Linked DNA regions of Mus musculus: all the other regions are linked to region 3. The links are chromatin contacts, called in public HiChIP or PLAC-seq and promoter capture Hi-C maps. All regions are on one chromosome and are shown on one strand. Each heading gives the region's core, a stretch centred on a gene start, on an enhancer-like site or on the middle of the called end of the contact. The rest is flanking DNA. Distances are from core to core; before and after follow the strand shown. Region 1 overlaps Akap13 (A kinase (PRKA) anchor protein 13). Region 2 holds the start of Klhl25 (kelch-like 25). Region 3 overlaps Akap13 (A kinase (PRKA) anchor protein 13).

Evidence for each region. HiChIP or PLAC-seq counts read pairs in DNA pulled down with a chosen protein or histone mark. Capture Hi-C pulls out chosen DNA fragments and counts their contacts.
Region 1: a contact with region 3 is called in a promoter capture Hi-C map of adipose tissue. The contact joins two enhancer-like sites. A contact is called at or near these places in 2 of 15 datasets of contacts at CTCF or cohesin (the NIH/3T3 cell line and large pre-B cells) and 3 of 9 other capture datasets (adipose tissue, liver and pancreatic islet).
Region 2: a contact with region 3 is called in an H3K27ac HiChIP or PLAC-seq map of microglia, with 5 times the contacts expected there. The contact joins the promoter of Klhl25 here to the enhancer-like site in region 3. A contact is called at or near these places in 4 of 115 datasets of contacts at active chromatin or transcription factors (the 230-238 cell line, bone marrow-derived macrophages and microglia) and 3 of 9 other capture datasets (adipose tissue, liver and pancreatic islet).

The regions. Positions count from the first base shown.
Region 1 is chr7:75,524,364-75,527,138 of GRCm38.p6, forward strand. All of the region lies in intron 1 of Akap13 (A kinase (PRKA) anchor protein 13), which reads left to right. Among named protein-coding and RNA genes, the nearest start is that of Akap13, 70 kb to the left of the region's middle. Within about 2 kb of position 1,523, at least 38 of the 459 cell types and tissues checked have an H3K27ac peak or open chromatin away from gene starts, as enhancers often do. A contact at or near this core is called in adipose tissue, where this site is marked.
Region 2 is chr7:75,847,068-75,849,767 of GRCm38.p6, forward strand. Klhl25 (kelch-like 25) reads left to right here and starts at 1,271. Exons shown (of 3, transcript NM_001122780.1): 1 at 1,271-1,406. Gm51489 (a long non-coding RNA gene) reads left to right here. Exons shown (of 3, transcript XR_003946804.1): 3 at 533-645.
Region 3 is chr7:75,698,585-75,701,474 of GRCm38.p6, forward strand. All of the region lies in intron 16 of Akap13 (A kinase (PRKA) anchor protein 13), which reads left to right. Among named protein-coding and RNA genes, the nearest start is that of AU020206, 82 kb to the right of the region's middle. Within about 2 kb of position 1,562, at least 119 of the 459 cell types and tissues checked have an H3K27ac peak or open chromatin away from gene starts, as enhancers often do. A contact at or near this core is called in the 230-238 cell line, adipose tissue, bone marrow-derived macrophages and 1 more, where this site is marked.

The DNA of each region.
Region 1 (2,775 bases), core at 273-2,772, 170 kb before region 3:
TACTCACATACATATAACTAATTTTTCTTTTTTTTTTTTTAAGTCCCATTGGAAGAGTTACTTTTCATTTAAGTTGGGTGGTAGTGGTACAAACCTTTAGTCTCAGCACTCAGACGCAGAAGCAGGTGGATCTCTGTGAATTTGAGGTTACCCTGCTCTACAGAGCGAGTTTCAGGACAGCCAGAGACCCTATCTCAAAAAGCTAACCAAATAAACAAAACACCCAAATAGGAAATTGCTGAAAGTATTGGAATTCTCATTTCAGTAGCATTTTCAGTTCATTAGGACACTCACAGATATTTTACGTTAAGTCTTATTAGTAAACACAGGTCCTTCTGACTTTGAGATTATTTTGTAAGTTGACATCTCTCCTGATTTTCAGTGTCATTGTTCCCCAAATATTGTGGAATCATCTTTGAGTAGAATATTTAGCCACAAGAGATGTTTTTCTTAGTTTAAAGGCTAATGTTATTTGCTTTTAGCTTGTTTGTGACTTCTTTAGCCTTCTATTCTACTTGTGTAATTCAGTTGATGGTGCTTTTGTTATGTGTCCAAGCTGGTAGGCCCCCATGGCTCTGTTATGCCAGGCCCAGCAAGATAAGCCACAAATAGGACTTGGGATGTGTCCTGGTAAGGGCTGTTTAGGCAGTCCAGGTGGCTGATAACTTGGCCCATTAGGCTGCTTATTTTTGAGATAGAAGGGAGGGGAGAGTGGAGGAAGTATAAAGGCATGGCTTTGGCAGTCTCTTAACTGGATATCTATTTTAACCCCTGTAGAAATCAATTTACATGTTTCACAGCTGAGTATGAATTTTCTAAATTTAAAGTGTGTTCTTACTACCATAGGGATAAATGTCAGCACTTAACTGAATTTGTGGGATTTCTCTCCCTTTTCTGGATGCCTAGGTCACTTAACAGTTTCCTTTCCTTTGGATGACAGGATACAGCTGTTCTCACTTGTAGAATGGCCTTCTCCATTGTGGGAGTTTCCTTCTCCATTGGGATATTTGCAAAGCAACAAAAACATTATTTGTAGGAAATCATAGGCTTTGTAAATATCAAAAGATAACTGAAGTGGTGAACTTGTGTATTCCTGTCCCCAGAGGTTGTTGCATCTGTCATGTGAAAGCCTAATACAGGGTGAGATAGCACCCAGCCTTCCCTTTTGCTCCAATAGTGTCTGCTTAGAAGAGCCTTCCATTCTATTTCTGTCTTGTCTCTGGAAGAGCCATGACAGGCACAGAAATTCAGATTCATTTGTTTTTGAAGTTAATCCCAGATTTTTCTTTCTTTTTTAAAAAGACTTTTACTCTTTGACAGTTTTATCCATGTATATATCTTGATCATACTTATCCCCCATTTCTTCCTAGAAGTCATTAAACACCTCTACTTTATACCTTCATGCCTCTTTCTCCTTTTCTTTTCTTTTTTTGTTTTAACCACATAGTCTAATTAGCACTGCCCGCTGGAATAGTGGCTAATGTTCTTGACTTAACTTCATGCATGTGACCGTAGCTGCGTTGCAGATTCATGAGTGCAGTGGCCAGGTCATGGCCATGTCAGCTTTCAATGGCATTCCTCCCTAGCCTCTGTCTGTTACATAATGTAATAAGAAATCATTTCTGTCCCTGCTTCAAGGAAATTTCCTGAGCTCTAATGGTAGAAAGGGTTATATGTGATCACTCAGCAGTCACTTATTGTAAACAATATGACCAGTTATGAACATACAAGGTTCAGTACTGGATAAGATTGATGTCTTTCCCCTGGCAGCTGCCTGCACAGCATCATCTAGCACTATGAAAACTAACCATGAAGGAATGAAGTTTTTAAGTCAGTTTTAGATTTCTTTCTGTCTGTTTTGCAACCAAAGTGTGTTGTGGTTTTGGCAATAGGATTTTATGATTTAGTTCTGGAGGACGGCCAAAAGCAATGGCAGTAACCTATACTGCCCTCTCTGATCAGTAACTTGTAGGACTGTATCCCAGCTGGCACTGAGACTTTTGTTTAATAACTCATTTCTCCTGGAAGCAGCATTGTCTACTCACACAGGGTATTTAGAGTCAAACCCTTTTGAAAATATTTTTAGAAACTAACTTACAGAATATTATGTCTCTATGAGCACTTTTCATAGCCCTTGGCTTTGGTCTGCTCCTCTCCCACTCCTCCTCTCCCCTGTACCTCCACCTCCACTTTTAACCCCAGTCTTCCCACTCCTATATCTTGTATCACTTGTGCACTACCATCTCCTTACCTCTTCAGACCTCTTCCTGCTCAGTCTCATGGACCCTTTGTCAAGTTTTCTTATTTGCTTGTTTGTGGTGGTGGTGTTAATAGCATTTATTTAGGTGCTCAGCATTGCGGGATGATATGGCACATGTGTGGTATTGGTGAGAAGGGCACTACAGAGCGAATACCTTTATAATGTATAGCATATTTAATAGATTACTGTTTCTGTTTACTCAACAGCATCTTGGGCATTACCCTGTACTTATGATTGTGGATTAATTAGCATTAGATGTTAGAATGTAGGAATTGATTATAATGTAAGAGTCGCCATGAAATGCTTGTCACATCATTTATACCAGGTGTGAGGAACAAGAACTTAACTTATTGAGTATTTCCTTATTGCCCACCACAGAGTTAAAAATTTTACACACCTTTGTTATTTGTCTCTATTTTACAAATAGAAAGGTAAAATATGGTAGAGCCTTCCCCACAACATGAGAGTCTCAAGCATAAACACTGCATTCTACAAACCAGGCCATGGCAGTTATT
Region 2 (2,700 bases), core at 21-2,520, 150 kb after region 3:
CGGCCCAAAGATTTATTATTATACATAAGTACACTGTAGCTGACTTCAGACGCACCAGAAGAGGGCGTTCTCATTACAGGTGGTTGTGAGCGCCACTCCCCAGCTCATCTAGTAACTCTTAAATGAACTAATGGATGCGTTGGGCAAGTGTGATGTCTACTCTTGATCCTCAACTTGATTATATCTGGAGTAGCTAAAACCCAAGCAGCTGGGCTCACCTGTGAGGGATTTTTTCCTGGTTGGATCATTTGAGATAGGAAGACCCTTTTTTTTTTTTTTTTGAGCCAATTTCATTCTTTTTTTTTTTTCCATTTTTTATTAGGTATTTAGCTCATTTACATTTCCAATGCTATACCAAAAGTCCCCCATATCCACCCACCCCCGAAGACCCACCCTAAATCTGGGCACCTTCTAGCGGCAGCCTGGAAAAAGGACCTGGAAGAAGCAAGCTTTTGCTCTTTGTCTGCCCTTAAGTTTCACAGGTAGGGTCATTCTTTCATTGTATTATAGCCAACTTCTTCTGAATTCCAAGGTATACTGAAGACCAGCTGAAGCATCCAGCCTCGTGGACTGACAGTTGGACTCTCAGACGTTATATCCGGAGACAGCCATTGTTGGGCTACCCCGGCCACAGCCTGAAAGTTACTCTAATAAATTCCATATGTGTGTTGTATGTATGTATGTATGTATGTATGTATGTATAGATATAGATTTACTCTATCAGTTTTGTACCGCTGAGAGTTCTAATAGTGAAGGATATTTGAAGGGTTAAAAAAAAGTTTAGGAAGAAATTTCCACCGGCTTGACAGAACAGCTGAAGCTTAAAGTCCTCTCCCTTGAAATCTGGGAATTCCCAGTATAGACAGGGATTCGTGTCTGTAGAAATTCCCTCGCATCGAAACTAGCCGGGAGGGAAAAAGGATTTCCTTAACATAGGAGCGATTAGATTGCTGGTCTTTAAAAAGATCAACAACGGCTGTGATTCGGTAACAGAAAGAAGAATGCGTGTGATCGACAAAGACCTTCCTTAAGAGAAGCTCTAGAACAGGTCGTGTTGCTTTCTCCCAACTCTGGCCACCAGAACAGAAAGGCAATGGCCTGTCCCTTTAAGAATCTGGTGGCAGTCGCTTTCCTCTCCCCGCCCCGCCTTCCGCGGCACCGATGGCCTGGACGACCGTCCCTTTCTTCTCACGCGACTGTATTACGGGTCAGTCGACCCATCCGTCACAGAGGCGCGGTTTATGATTGGTTGCTGCGCTTCGGGCCGCGAGGCGGGGCGGGAAGGCCGGAGAAACTAGTTTGTTGGCAGCGCCCGTGCGGTTCGGCTACGGGATCGCGGCCGGGACTGGTGAGCCGGCCGGGGGCGGCGGCAGCGGCGGGGACTGCAGAGCCTGTGGGGCCGCACGGTGAGGATCAGGTCGGAACTTGTCACCGGGACAGCGAGCGATCCTGCTCGAGGATCGCCGGGCAGGGCGTAGGACCGCAGGCCCAGTTCACTGGGTCGGGGAAGTGGGTGCTGACCTGGGAGCGCCCCTCGATCGAGCTTGGGGACCCCGTACTGTTATGTTCAGAGCTCCCGCCAAGGGAATGAATTGTTTTCCAAACGGATGTTACGCGCAGGAGCGGCTACCCTCTCCCGGGAGTGTTTGATTCATTGAGTCCGCTGATTCTCTTTTTTAAAAAAATTACTATTGATCCTAGAAAGAGGAAACTGCTTGTCTTCGAGGATGCGAACCGTGCAGCTTTGTGCACACACCTAGCCAAGGTCCCCGCGACTTGCTTGTACCTAGCCAGGGCCGAGGGGTTAAACCAGGGAAGAGTAGACAGCAGGGCCTGGCCGTGTGGCCCGCAGCATAGGGTCCTTCCTGTCTGGAAAGTTGTCTATCAAGGGAGAGTGGTGACACTCCCGGAGCCATACGCCCCTACCTACCCAGGTGGTGGCCGATCTGGCAGGGCCGTAGCAAGTAGTCCACCCCCCCCTCCCCCCGCCATCCCATTCCCCTCCTCCCATGCGTTGCCCTGGCGCGAGAATTCCGCTGTGGTCTGCAAATCCCCACTGGACTAGTCTCCTTCATAGCTGTATTAGAAGCTTTTTCCTACTCGGGAATTGTGCCTACTGGGGCACCAGACACTTGGGTGCAAGTGCCTCAAGGACCTCAAAGTGGATTCTCACAGTCTTACTTTTTTTTCTTTTTTTCCTCTCCCGGTTTTAGTCTTGTTATAAACGTCAGGCCAGCCTTGAGCATGAAATCTCTGGTCCCAGTCTCCTGAGAGCTGGGTTTATAAGCAAGTGCCACCTTACCAATCTGGGAGACTTTCTAGAGACTCGAGCACAGGAAGTTGGGGGGAGGGGCGGACTCTCGGGGGCTTTGTAGTTCATCTGTACTTTGGGGAGACCAGAGGCCAAGTTGCTTTGGCCAAGGTTCATTGGGCACTAGTTCTCCCTCCATGCTCAGGGCAGGACAAGGTATGCCAGATGTCTGGGCTCTTCACCCCTGGAGTAAGACGGGGAGGGAGGGGCACTTGGCACCTGACCCTCTAGTTTGCTGAGCCTCTTTCATAAGCGGCACAGTTATGCTGGGAGGACTTTTTATGGGTGTTGCTGAAAGCTTGTGTCAGGGGACAGAGGAGGGAGGACCCACGGTGCTCTTATCCTACAGTAGATTTGGTCCCTCTAAGACAGGGTTGTGGAGATCACAG
Region 3 (2,890 bases), core at 312-2,811:
CAAAATATATTAATTTTTTTCAATTTAAAAAAAAAAAAAGTACTCTCTTTCCCCTGACTAAGCCTTTCAGGCACTCGTTGTGAAAGCTAATAGAAATACAGCCAATAAGTTTTACTAACTGTGTTGGCTTTCCGTGTGGTAACAAATTACCTGCTATAGTCGTCTCTTTAAGAAGGAATCGATTTCAGAGGTTTCAGCCTATGTTCACCTAGTATTGTTGCTTTGGGGCTGTGGTAGTAAAGTGCCCCATGGCAGAGCACCTACTGGAGGGGAAGCAGAGAGAGGGGCTGGGGCTTCATAACCCCCTTCAAGGGCACACACCCCATAAGTTCTCTCCAGGAGGCTCCCCGCCAAGTGTAGGGAGCAAGCACAAGGACCTTTGAGAGTGAGTGCATTTACTATCCTAGCTGTGATGCCAGGTTTTGTAAATAAAGTATCTTTTACCACAAAACTCTTACACCAAATCTGCTTTTTCACCATTTTTCCTACCAAGTATAGGATGAAAATACAGTCTACTAAATCATTTCTAGCCTAATTGTGTGTTTTATTGGATCCATTCTAGTTTGAGAAAAAAATATATATATATGAATGAATATGAAGCCAGGAGGAGGGGATGCATACTGTATTCCACATACTGGCAGTAGCAGAACCTGCATGTTTCCTTTGGCTTCCTTCGTCTATAGTTGCTATCAACACAAGAAAATTCCCTTGGGAAAACCGAACCATGTATTATTGAATGGCTTCTTTGCTTAGTGGCCTGTAATTCTCAGTTAACCTTGAAAATGTCATGGTTAGGTTTGGATGAATTCAAAATGTTTCTGTTATTTTTTTTTTATTTTGCTTTTAAACTGGAACCTTATCCAAACATACACACACATAATTATAAGGCCAACAAGTCAGTAGAGACTACCTCTGACCACCTCTCCCAATGAATGGTAGATTCAACAGTGAGATTGCTGAGGGGGCAGGTAATACAGACAGAAAAAAAAGATAATGTGGAATCAGACTTAGAAACTGGAACGTCATCTTTAAAACAGAATCTCACCCAACTTCCGTACTCTATAGACTGTGTTTCAAGTAGCAAGTCTAGATAATGGTCTGGCAGAGCTACGTGAGGTCTGGCTTCCCACACATGTTGCCTGTCATCGTGTGCTTATTTTTCAGCAAAATCCACTACTAAGTAGTTCTTTTTCATTTGTCTTTAATATTTTTTCACTTCAAATGACTACCATTAGGTAAGAGGCAGGTGATGAGATGGGACAGGAAAATAGGCTACCTGTGTTCGAGTCAGGTCTGTCATCACCGTTAAAGAACCAGTTGACTTCTTGCCTCCATTCCTCTCTGTCGACAAAATGACAACACTCTTTTGCAATTGACATGGTTCCTCTTTCTGACTTGGCTTCAAGATTTGATCTTTGGGGGCTAAACTGTCTCCAGCAATAGAAACTCCAAAAATTGCAAATTCATAACTCTGCAGATTGCAGTACGGTTCCCTTTACTGTGTGTTTTCAAGTACCCCTGTGGCCAGGCATGTTAACCTGCCGTCTTTCCTGTGAGTGGAGGTTAGCTTACTGTTAAATAAGACTGTTATACAGCTGCTACAGAACACTGTGACCTTGTCAGTATAAGCAGAGGTAATGAGAGAGAATTAGTTGTGTGTCCACCCAATTATACAGATAAGTGAGTATCAGTCAACTCTTTTTCCTAACTATTGAATGATGTTTCCTATATTGTTTAAAAAAAAAAGTGATACCATAGATATTAACACTATTTTTTCTATAAAAATAATGAACTTTCACTTCTCTTACCCTGTTTAGGAGTTGGTTGTTTTCTCTTTTTCTTCAGTGCTGGAGATTGTAGGGCCTTGCACATATTGGGCCAGTAATGTAACCACTCAAGTGCTAAGATTATTAATTTTTAAATATGTGTTAATGAGACCATATAGTTATTCAGCTGCTAACCAATACATATGAGTTGTATCTGAATATAGTTAGGAAAGTCTCTCTGAGTAAACATAGTGTGTGTGTCTATGAGAAGACAATTATAAACTTGAGTTTGTTATCCCACATGTTAAGCTGTGACTGCCAACACTCTTTGGACTCTCTGAGTAGCCAAAGTTAGCTATTAGGCAGCAAATGTTTCACACTCCTAGACAATATGTGTTGCCCAATAGTGCCAAGTTTTTCTGTGTATAGTTTTTATTATATAAGGAATTTAGTTATCAGTCCTGCATACATAACCTTTGAGTCAGCTGTAACATGCAGACGTTGCAGATGTATAGACGGAATGCTTTTCAGAAGCTTAGGAGCCCTAAACAGGAAGCGTAAGAGGAAGATGGGCAGTTTCTCTTTTGTCGTATTGTCTTTGAGCAGTAGTTCTGTTTCCTGCTGAGTAAATTGTGTGTATTATACATGTATTAAGGTCCTTGGATACATACACACTGTTGCCTTCACGAAGAGAGTGGTCTTCACGCCACTGATTGTCTTTTTCTATTAAGCTCTCGTTTTTACAAGGACAGCTTCAAGACACAAGACACATTTTAAACCAGTTCCTAGTATGACTCAAAAGTTCTCTGACTAAAAAGGACTTTCTCGCCAGCTGATACCTTAGTTAACGTTATAGTGAGCCATTCAGACCCAATTCCGAGTTTCTGTGCCTTGTATATGAAAGAATTTCCCAAGATGCCTAATCACATTTGGTTTTCATGCTCACAGAATACCCTACCTTCTAAAAGGATAGGATTAAGAAAGTGAAAACCAAGTTTCTTGCATAGCACCCTAGTATTATTGTGCCCAGTCTCATCATTTTTAAATGTCATTGGATTCTTATTCCACAGTACAGTTAAAGCATGTTAGCAATAGTTAAATATAGACATATTAAATTTAAGAAT